Regions from separate parts of the Pan troglodytes genome. Here all the other regions are linked to region 2. A link is a contact called in public Hi-C data. All regions are on one chromosome and are shown on one strand. Each heading gives the region's core, a stretch centred on a gene start, on an enhancer-like site or on the middle of the called end of the contact. The rest is flanking DNA. Distances are from core to core; before and after follow the strand shown.

Evidence for each region. A called contact is a pair of places that touch in the nucleus more often than the background predicts.
Region 1: a contact with region 2 is called in a Hi-C map of induced pluripotent stem cells, with 2.2 times the contacts expected there. The contact joins the enhancer-like site here to the promoter of SEMA6A in region 2. A contact is called at or near these places in 1 of 7 Hi-C or Micro-C datasets (induced pluripotent stem cells) and 1 of 1 datasets of contacts at active chromatin or transcription factors (stem cell-derived excitatory neurons).
Region 3: a Hi-C map of induced pluripotent stem cells shows a contact between it and region 2, with 4 times the contacts expected there. The contact joins the enhancer-like site here to the promoter of SEMA6A in region 2. A contact is called at or near these places in 3 of 7 Hi-C or Micro-C datasets (induced pluripotent stem cells and stem cell-derived neural progenitor cells), 1 of 1 datasets of contacts at active chromatin or transcription factors (stem cell-derived excitatory neurons) and 1 of 1 other capture datasets (stem cell-derived neural stem cells).

What each region holds. Positions count from the first base shown.
Region 1 is chr4:114,570,599-114,573,828 of NHGRI_mPanTro3-v2.0_pri, reverse strand. No RefSeq gene overlaps it. Among named protein-coding and RNA genes, the nearest start is that of SEMA6A, 290 kb to the right of the region's middle. Within about 2 kb of position 1,843, at least 5 of the 24 cell types and tissues checked have an H3K27ac peak or open chromatin away from gene starts, as enhancers often do. A contact at or near this core is called in induced pluripotent stem cells, where this site is marked.
Region 2 is chr4:114,281,220-114,284,226 of NHGRI_mPanTro3-v2.0_pri, reverse strand. SEMA6A (semaphorin 6A) reads left to right here and starts at 1,398. Exons shown (of 19, transcript XM_001151177.7): 1 at 1,398-2,047. LOC134810096 (a long non-coding RNA gene) reads right to left here and starts at 1,782. Exons shown (of 3, transcript XR_010157313.1): 1 at 1,694-1,782.
Region 3 is chr4:114,653,433-114,656,664 of NHGRI_mPanTro3-v2.0_pri, reverse strand. No RefSeq gene overlaps it. Among named protein-coding and RNA genes, the nearest start is that of SEMA6A, 370 kb to the right of the region's middle. Within about 2 kb of position 1,369, at least 1 of the 24 cell types and tissues checked has an H3K27ac peak or open chromatin away from gene starts, as enhancers often do. A contact at or near this core is called in induced pluripotent stem cells, where this site is marked.

The DNA of each region.
Region 1 (3,230 bases), core at 594-3,093, 290 kb before region 2:
TTTCTTCCCAGTGGGAGATGGACAATTAATTTATTTCCAGCAAATGCTTTAGTGACTGTACTCTCTTCTCCTATAGTTGGCTTTCTCGCCATCCATCCACCCTATTCTACCCATTCATTCATTCATTCCATGAATGTTAAGTGTCTACCACGTGTCAGACACTGATGATACGTCCTTCTGCATGAATTTGTTGTCATGCCATTTTCCTATGTGTTTGTCATAGTTTCCAGATAAAGTACAAATCACTTAAAGACCCAAATTATGGCTTCTCTCTCTCTCTCTCTTGCAGTCCTTTTACCTGCCAGCCCTCCTTCACACTCCAATCATTCTCCGCACACGCACACACACTACCATCACGATTACAGGGGCCAAGGGGAAGCCTCCCCTTTGCCCTCTACAGGTTTGTTGAAAAAAAAACTGACAAAAGACAGATTAACTGGAGAAAAGACATACAAAGTTACTCATGTGCACATAGGAGAGAATCACAGAGTGATCACAACCCGCCAGTGGGGTACAGAAGCTTATGTACCACCTTGAGGCTACAGAAAGAATGGGAGCACAGAACATGGCCAAAAACAGAGTACTGTGGCAAATCAGATTCCAGTGGCCACACAGGTTATGGGCTGGGGAGAAGAGCTGGCTAGCAAAGGAGGTCTTGTTATACAGATGAAATCTCACCGGGAGCAGCCCTCAGAGAGAATAGAGAGTGAATGTTTCTTTCAGATATTTAAACATGTCACACTTTCTCTCCTAAATCTTTCTTAGATCTGGAAAAGGGAAGGTCTCAGAGAAACTTGGCTGCATTAATGCAGATTTTCTGTACAGATGCAAATCTCTCCCACAAAAGACAGCTTTGCAGGCCTTCTGAACAACCATCTCAAAATAAGTCAGACAGGTCTATTTTGGAGTAAAATATTTTTATTTCCTTCACTACCAATATCCATGCCTAGTATACTTTCCTACCCAGAAGAGGGAGAATGATGTGTTTTAGACTCAGCTGGAGATAAAGAAGAAAGGGAGGGAAGTATGAGATCACCTCATTTTCTCCTAAACATAACGTATCAATCTTTTTACCTTCACATTTCTCCTAATTCCAGATTACAACTTTTGTTGTACTTTTCTTCCCATGAAATCCAGTTTTCAGTAATTGTGACTAAACTTCGGCTTGTGTCTTGGCAAGCTCTCTTCTTTTATTTGATAGATCACAAAAAGTTTCTCCTAAATATCCGCCAAACCAAGTTTACCAGTCTTGAGAAAGAGAGACACATGCCACATTTCTCAGAGGAAATGAGGTTTTTGTGGGGTTTCAAGATTTCTCTATCCAACACTTGCCATGGTACAAAACCTTGCCATGGTTTTATACAAGTAAGGGCCAGGGGGTAAGTTCAAGGTGCTGATGAACAAACTTGAACCAGCACTTTATTTGACTTTGACACAAACCAGATCTCAGGCACTGAAAGCAATTTAACTTAATTACTCTCCCAGTATGGAGCAAAATGGGGAAACTGAGTGCTATAATCAGTGCCAGTCTTCTTGACTGATCTGATTGTTAAAGCTGCAAAGGAAATCAGTTGCAGTGGTGGGGAGGGGGTGTTGCTTGGTTTCCTTCCTACTACTTAGTTATTATTCTGAGGAATGCATTTAATTACAGAGAGAACTCAGTTATTTGCTTTCTAGTAGCGGGCTCTTTCTTGGTTATTTCTACCGGCGCCATTCCTTTGCTGAAAAACAAAGGCATGTTTACAACTAGACCACATCTTTTGGCTTCCATTCCAGAGCTTTCTCCCACACCAAAGGAAAGCAAGGTAGTGTAATGCAAATAGCACCACAGTAGGCTACCTTTGCCAACCAGGGACCCATTTTCAACTGCATGCAAACTAGAACTCTCCAAAGACCTGTGAACTGTAAATAACTTGGGTTGTGAAAGGGGTCAGCTTGGTTTAATTTAGAGCTTCACAGAGCCTTTCTGTAGAAATTCAAACGCCGGTGAACAAATCCCTCTGGGGCCTTTAAAAAAATTCCAGGGCCAGCACCTCTATTTACTCTTTAGACTCCTGCCTGTCTGGTGGAGGTCGGCTATTAAAAGCTAATCAGTTCTTCTATGGTTGCTGCTGGGCTCCCATAGGCAAGCCTGCCTCCTCACACAACCCCTGAATTGAGCTGCCTGAGTTCATAGCCGACTGGGGAACCCGGTAGAGGAAGCATTTGCAGAAAAAGCATTGCTGAGGTTAATGCAGAGGCCAGGAAATGGCTGGGGGACCGGCAGCTAGTGGCCACATCTTATCAGCCACCCAGCATAGCCCTCTTATTTTACAGTGGAGAACTCATTGGAGTCCTGCCCCACTAACACAGCTGAAGTCACCCAAGGAATTTCTTTTCCAAAACAATGTGTCCTCAATTTCACAGTGGTCAGAAAAGTCAAAAAATAGTACGGAGCCTCTTTGCTCTCTGTTACCCTATTGCTGTCTGTCCCTTCTTCAGAAGTCATTTATAAGGAGACCCAGAATCCCAAAAGATCACAAGAAAAGTGTTCCAAATGAATAGATGTCAGGACCAGAAAGGTTTTAAGGACATTTTGTATCCTCCTAAATTCTCTGTAGACATATTGGCTTCCTTCAAGACGCAAAAGGGATTTACGAAAGTTTTTAACTCTCACTTCAGCCATGCCCAGAAAATGGCTTAAATTATTGCAAAAAGATTTGAGTTAGCTCTTAGGAGGAACTTTCTTAATGCAAATAATGTTAGGCATGAAATACTAAATAAGATTTTTCAACATGTCTTGCTCTAAGGGTATTTGAAATAGAGCAGATTTTTAATTTTTTTCCTGAAGTTATAAGAACAGTTCTGCTTTGAATCAGATGATTTCCCAAAAGTGGAAAACTTCACAAGATTTATTGGTAAAGACAGCTGCCTATTCTGGCAAGGAGAATGAAAAATATCCTGGTATATACCATAAAACAAGTTAATACTCCATTATGATCCTAACCTAGAACGGCTCCCCTATGAAAGAAAGTTAAACTCTTTGAAGCAGATGGTTTAATGCATGATCCTCCCTTATCAATTTATACTGCAAGGAGATACCATGACAGATCAATGCTGATTTACCAGATGAGGGCCATGGGTCCTTTATAGTTCTAAAGCAGCCTCATCTTCTCCTTGATCAGCTGAGTCTCTGCACTGCTGACTTCAATCATGGACAACTGGGCCTTTGTGGTGGGATACTGTAGGCC
Region 2 (3,007 bases), core at 149-2,648:
GAACAGCAGAGGTACTGATTTTTTCTTTTTTTCCTACCATTCTCCCTACCTTTTCCAGGTGGTGGTAGTGGTGCGGGGGGAATGGGTGTTGACCCATGTGCATTTATTCTTCGTGAAGCCTCTTAAGCAGATGTCTGTACTTAGAGAAGCGACCAACGAGGGAACGTGGACTTATTAGTGGTCCTAGTCCCAATTAGGGAACAGGTACAGTTTCCAATATAAAGAAACTCGGCCTAAGTGGGACTGAGACCCCGATCTCCGCACTTGCTTTTCTCAGCCAACTCCATGACTAGTAAATATCTCTCCGAGAACTGCTGGGCCGCCCGGTGTTATTTGTTTAAAGGTTGCGACTAGGATCCGTACCGTCTGCGAAGCCCCCTTGGGGAGCAAGAGCCGCGGCGCACAGTTGATTTCGGGGCGCAGCGGCAGGGGGAGGGGAACGTGGTGTGGCCCGACGAGTTGGCACAAGCCTGTAACTGCAAGACTTTGTAGCTATTGAAAGTTCAAGTGGTGAAAGAAGGCTGTGCCTGCCATTCTTCATGTGATCATAACAATAGCGCCTTGGAAGTGGTTGCGATTTTCTTCTTCCATAAACCTTTTGGGTTCTCACTGGAATTGTATGCGTGTTATTTCTGAAGTTTACTTATTTCTAAGACCAGTCCACACAATGTGAACTTCATGAAGTTTTAAAATAGATCGCCGTCGTTAAAAACGCCATTCTCTGCACTGTAGTTTATTTGCTTACTTCACATGCTTTATTAACGTGTGTATGTGCGTAATTAATAGCTGTGTTCTTATCTTCCAAGTGTATTTTTAATCGCACCGGCTTCTATCCAATTCATCTAACTACGTAGAGCGTCCATCGCTTCTGGAATCTACCTCTTGATAACAGTAATCAGAATCAGAAAAGCTCGCCGTTCACTTACCCTCATCCTTTAAAACTTTTCCATTTAAGAAAATCGATGAACAAAACCTTTCTTGTAACTCGCTCCTGCACTACGTCTATTTTTATTTATTTGTCTGATTTGGCAGGACTCAGCAATGCTGTCCGGGATTTTTTTTTTCTTCTTCTTTTTTTTTCCTAGCTAGAGCAGATGTGGGGGTGGGGGAGGTGAGGGCTGGGCTCCAGCCAGAGTCGCCCCCACTGAGCCTCCGCCTAGCGCGCGGTGGGGCCAGGAATCCTGGTGGAAGGAAGCGGCGCTAGCCAGTTGGTCCAAGGCTCCACCTGCAGCCACACCGCGTAGTTTCTCCCCCTCTGCCTCGCTCACTCTCACTCACATACACCACAGCTCTCCTTTGGGTCGGAGGAGACGCCAGCCAAAGTAGGCGGAGTTGCGGGAGGAGAGTCCGATCTGCGCAATCCAGTCCGGGACTTGGCTCCGCCCGGGAGCGGCGGCCTCTCCGGTGACAGAGGAGTAGTGAGCGGCACGGGGTGAGGCTGCAGCCAACTCCGCTCCCCGCGCACTCGGCTGCCCAGGCGCTCGGGACCCAGCAGCGGCGCTCCTCCGCGGTGCCGGTCGCCCGCGATGCCCGCTTAGCAGCGTGTAGCAGCGGCCAGCATCACCACACCCGCGGCACCGCGCTGCCGGCCGCAGAGCCGGGCCAGAGCCTTGCACCCCTGCCCCAGCCCCCACCCCGCCCCCCACCCTGAAATGACTTGTTAATCGGCGCAGACACCACCAAGGGGACTCACCGGAGTGGAATCCAAGTGGAATTTGGATTTGGAGAAGAGTTTCTTGAACATTTACCCTCTTCCTTGTTGGTTTTCTTTTTCTTTTTCTTTTTTTTTTTTTTTTGGCTTTTTTCCTCTCCCCTTCTCCGCTCGTCATTGGAGATGAACACATCGCGTTTGCATCCCAGAAAGTAGTCGCCGCGACTATTTCCCCCAAAGAGACAAGCACACATGTAGGAATGACAAAGGCTTGCGAAGGAGAGAGTGCAGCCCGCGGCCCGGAGAGATCCCCTCGATAATGGATTACTAAATGGGATACACGCTGTACCAGTTCGCTCCGAGCCCCGGCCGCCTGTCCGTCGATGCACCGAAAAGGTACGCCCCGGGCGCCCGGGCGCGCCCCACCTCCCGGGCAGCTGGACTCCAGCCTGAGGGTCCCGGGGCCGTGGCTAGCGCGTGCTGTCGGCTTTGTGGTGCCTGCGTTTTATTTTGTCTTGTGTCTCTGTTTCCCGAGCCTTGCCCGGTCCTGGGGGAGCAGCCGTGAGCCCTGCCTGCCTTTCCTCTCTGCCCTGCACCCCAGAGTGCGTCCGGCTCCACGTCGAGAGCTTTCCCACCCGCGTTGCGCACACGCCCGGCGCCGCCCCGGGCCGCGACGGCGCGTATGGGTGTTCCTCCTGCGGGTGTGTGTGCGAGACCCAAGGCTCATCCTCCCGCGTGCCCAGCAGGGAGCAGAGCGGGCCCTAAATGGTGGGATTCTCAGAAGCTCCCTGGCCCGGTGTGTCGAAGGCAGGGGAAGGGGTTCTGCCCTCGAGGGTTGGAGGGGGTTGGGTAGAACAGCGCTGTTTTCGTCCAGTGCCAGGTGGGAGAAGGGGTTCCGCGGAGACGGTGTGGAAGCGGAGAGAATCTTTTGTTGTCAGTGTGGGGTCTGGGCTGGGCTCCGTGGAGTGCAAGAAACTTGTAATGGCTCTAGGCACCCGCGCGCCCTGTCTCTCGGTGAGATCCTGGCTCCTGTGGCCGCTGCCACCAGAGGTTCCGGGCTTTGTTTGCTCGAATAAGTGTCCGGGAGCAGCCGTTCGGGTGACGCGGCGCCCCCGCCTTGGGTCCTGTCCCCCGCCGCAGCTCCCAACCCGAGCGGCAAGGATATAGCCCGTCGCGGCTGCGTCCCTCCTGAAGCACCGAGCCCTTTGCACCGGGCTGGCGCACGGTACGCCCTCCTCCCAGATCAGCGCGGTCTCGCTCTGGAAAGATGACCCAGGAGGGGGAAGGGTGAGAGACCTGGCAGAAGATGGCCCTGGGTTTGAAACCCAGACTAGGGCTCTGTTCCGACTCCTCACT
Region 3 (3,232 bases), core at 120-2,619, 370 kb before region 2:
CAACTTAGCAGCTGAGAAAGTTGAGGTTCAGGAAAGCAACAGTAGAATAAACCTCAGAGCTGGATGTTTGCAAAATGCATACTGAAAAAGATAAACTCTGGAAAGATTTATCAGGTAGAATAAAAAATCAGAAATGAAATATAATCAGATTGTGCAACAGGATTATAGTCAATAATAATTTAACTGTACATTTCAAAATAACTAAAAGAGTATAATTGGATTGTTTGAAATACAAAGGATAAAGGCTTAGGGGATGGATACCTCATTTTTTCATGATGTTATTATTACACTGTGCCTGTCTGTACCAAAATATCTCATGTGCCCCATAAATATATACCTCTACGATATATGCAAATAAACTAAAAATCAAAAAAATTTTAAACAAATATAACTAGAGAACTATAGATTTTAAAATCCTATAGAAAATATTTTATAAAATGTGAATATATTTTACTATATGTGAAAACCTTGATAATGTATATTTTAGAAAGTATAAATTATCATATTTAACCCAAGAAGAATTAGAATTCTAAATAATCCTTCAAGAATTTGAAAATGCTGACAAAGAACTACTCTAATATTTAACATAATCCCAATAAAAATTTCAATGAGATCTCCTGAAGAACTTGAAAGATAATCCTGCTGATCACTTAGAAGAAAAAAAAAGCAAGAATAACCCAGATCTTTTTTTCATTAAAGATGAATAATGAGAGAGAAATTATCCTATTGGTTAAAGTATATTATAAAACTATAGTAATTAAAACTTAGTGGCACTGTGGAAAAACAGTGGATTGGAAATATGGATTGGAGTGGAAAATCTATACATAGATCAAACATATATATACACACACACACACACACACACATACTTCCACTTCGACTGTAGAAAGCCATAAGTTAATATCACTCCAAACTTAACGATAAGAAAAAAACAGATGACCTACAAAATCATACCTTCTCTGGAGCTGAGCAATCTAGGCACTAAGTGAACTAAATTCCAAGGAGAGGTAAACCCTTCCAAGCACAGACAAGGCATATAACTATTTCATCTTCGACAGAGCATGAGAAAAAGAAGTAGGCAGCATACAAGCAAGTAAGGAGAAATCAACTAAAATTTTAAGAAATGCATTAAGGCCAAGCATGGACTAGACTGTCAGTATAGAATAGCCGGGAACTCCAGATTCATAGAAGTGTGGGCTCCCTGGCTACCTTGCTTTCCCACAAGAAAGCCTGCAGGCAGAACAAAGGAGGCAAAAGAGAAATCTCCCACCTCTACTCCACAAAGTTAGCCGGATGATGCAGCCTGCAGGAAGTGATCAACAGCTGCTGGGGAGAGAAAACACACTTCCTATTTCCCCAGACCCTTCTCTCCTATGAAGCAGATGCCGTATCTGCCAGCAGAGGGAAGCAAACTCTCCTGCCCCAGGGTCCAGGCATACACTCATTGCTTACCGGGAGGGATGGAGGTTAAGACAAGTCTATCGCCGGGGAGGAGGTGGGAAGCCATCTTTCCCACAGGATCTAGGGAAAGAGCCACTGTTACTAGGAAAGGGGTAGATGCAAAAGATTTCTGCTCCTGGGAGAGAAAACTCACATCTACCTTCCTTTCATTCTCACATGTACCTAACTCCAGCCCTTCTGTTCTCACCAAGCAAGTTTATACTCACCTTAGCACATTTTAAAAAATTGAGCTAATACTCGCATAACAAACAACGAACGATTTTAAAGTATACAATTCAGTGGCATTTAGTACATTCGCAATGTCCTCAACAATCACCCTTACCTGTTTCGAAAACATTTTCATCACACCTGTAGAAAACTCGATACAAATTACGCAGTCATTCTCCACCACCACCCCAGCCCCTGGCAATGATTAATCTCCTTTCTGTCTCTATGGACTAATCTATTCCAGATAGTTCATATAAAAGGAATCACACAATATGTATGTGACTGGCTTCTTTTGTGACTGGCTTCTTTCACTTAACCTAATGTTTTCAAGGTTCATCCATGTCATAGGTTCATGCGCGTCCGTGTGAAGAGACCACCAAACAGGTTTTGTGTGAGCAACATGGCTGTTTATTTCACCTGGGTGCAGGTGGGCTGAGTCCGAAAAGAGAGTCAGTGAAGGGAGATGGATTATCATTAGTTCTTACAGGTTTTGGGATGGGCGGTGAAGTTAAGAGCAATGTTTTGTGGGCAGGGGTGGATCTCACAAAGTACATTCTCAAGGGTGGGGAGAATTACAAAGAACCTTCTTAAGGGTGGGAAGATTACAAACTACATTGATCAGTTAGGGTGGGGCAGGAACAAATCACAATGGTGGAATGTCATCAGTTAAGGCTATTTTTACTTCTTTTGTGGATCTTCAGTTACTTCAGGCCATCTGGATGTATACGTGCAAGTCACAGGGGATGAGATGGCTTGGCTTGGGCTCGGAGGCCTGACATTATCATGTATCAGTCCTTCATTTGTTTTTAAGGCTGAATAATATTCCATAGCATGGATATACCACCTTTTGTTTATCCATTCAACTGCTGATGGACGTTAGGGTTGTTTCCACCTTCTGGCTATTGTGAATAGTGCTGCTATACCCACCTTCAAACATTTATGCCAGCTGTTCTCGATACCTGGAACTCCTTCCTGGAGAATCACTGCACACCTGGCTCCTTCTTGTCATTCAGGTCTCACTGTAAATGCTACCTCTTTGAATTGGTTTCACAATCACAGTTCCAGTGTAGCCCCCCAGGCACCGGCTGCCCCAGTTCTCAGCTTAGCATGTCTCCCTGTCTAAGATTCTTCTGCTGGTTTGCTTATTGGTTCTCCCACTAGAACTATATCCTCATGGAAGAAAGGAAATCTTCTGTCTTGTTTTATACTTTCCCCTCACCCCTTGAAGAGTTCCTGGTACATAATAGGTACTCAATAAATACCTGTTAAATTAACGAATAAATTAGATAAACAAAATAAAACAATACACAATATTTTTTGCCTGTCAGCTTGACAGAAATTTACAAGAGCCCTGTTAATCAATAGAACTACAATGGGGTCTCCAGAAAAGAGCCGTTCCATCCCCTGCCATAGGGAAGATAACATGAAGCAAATTTTCTTGAGAGCAATTTGGCAGTAAATATCTGAAAGCTGAAAACTACCTATTCTTTGCACCAGTCATCTACTTCTGCATATTTACAGAAAAAAAAAAAAACTAGATCTCAAAGATGTAGACCAAAGGATA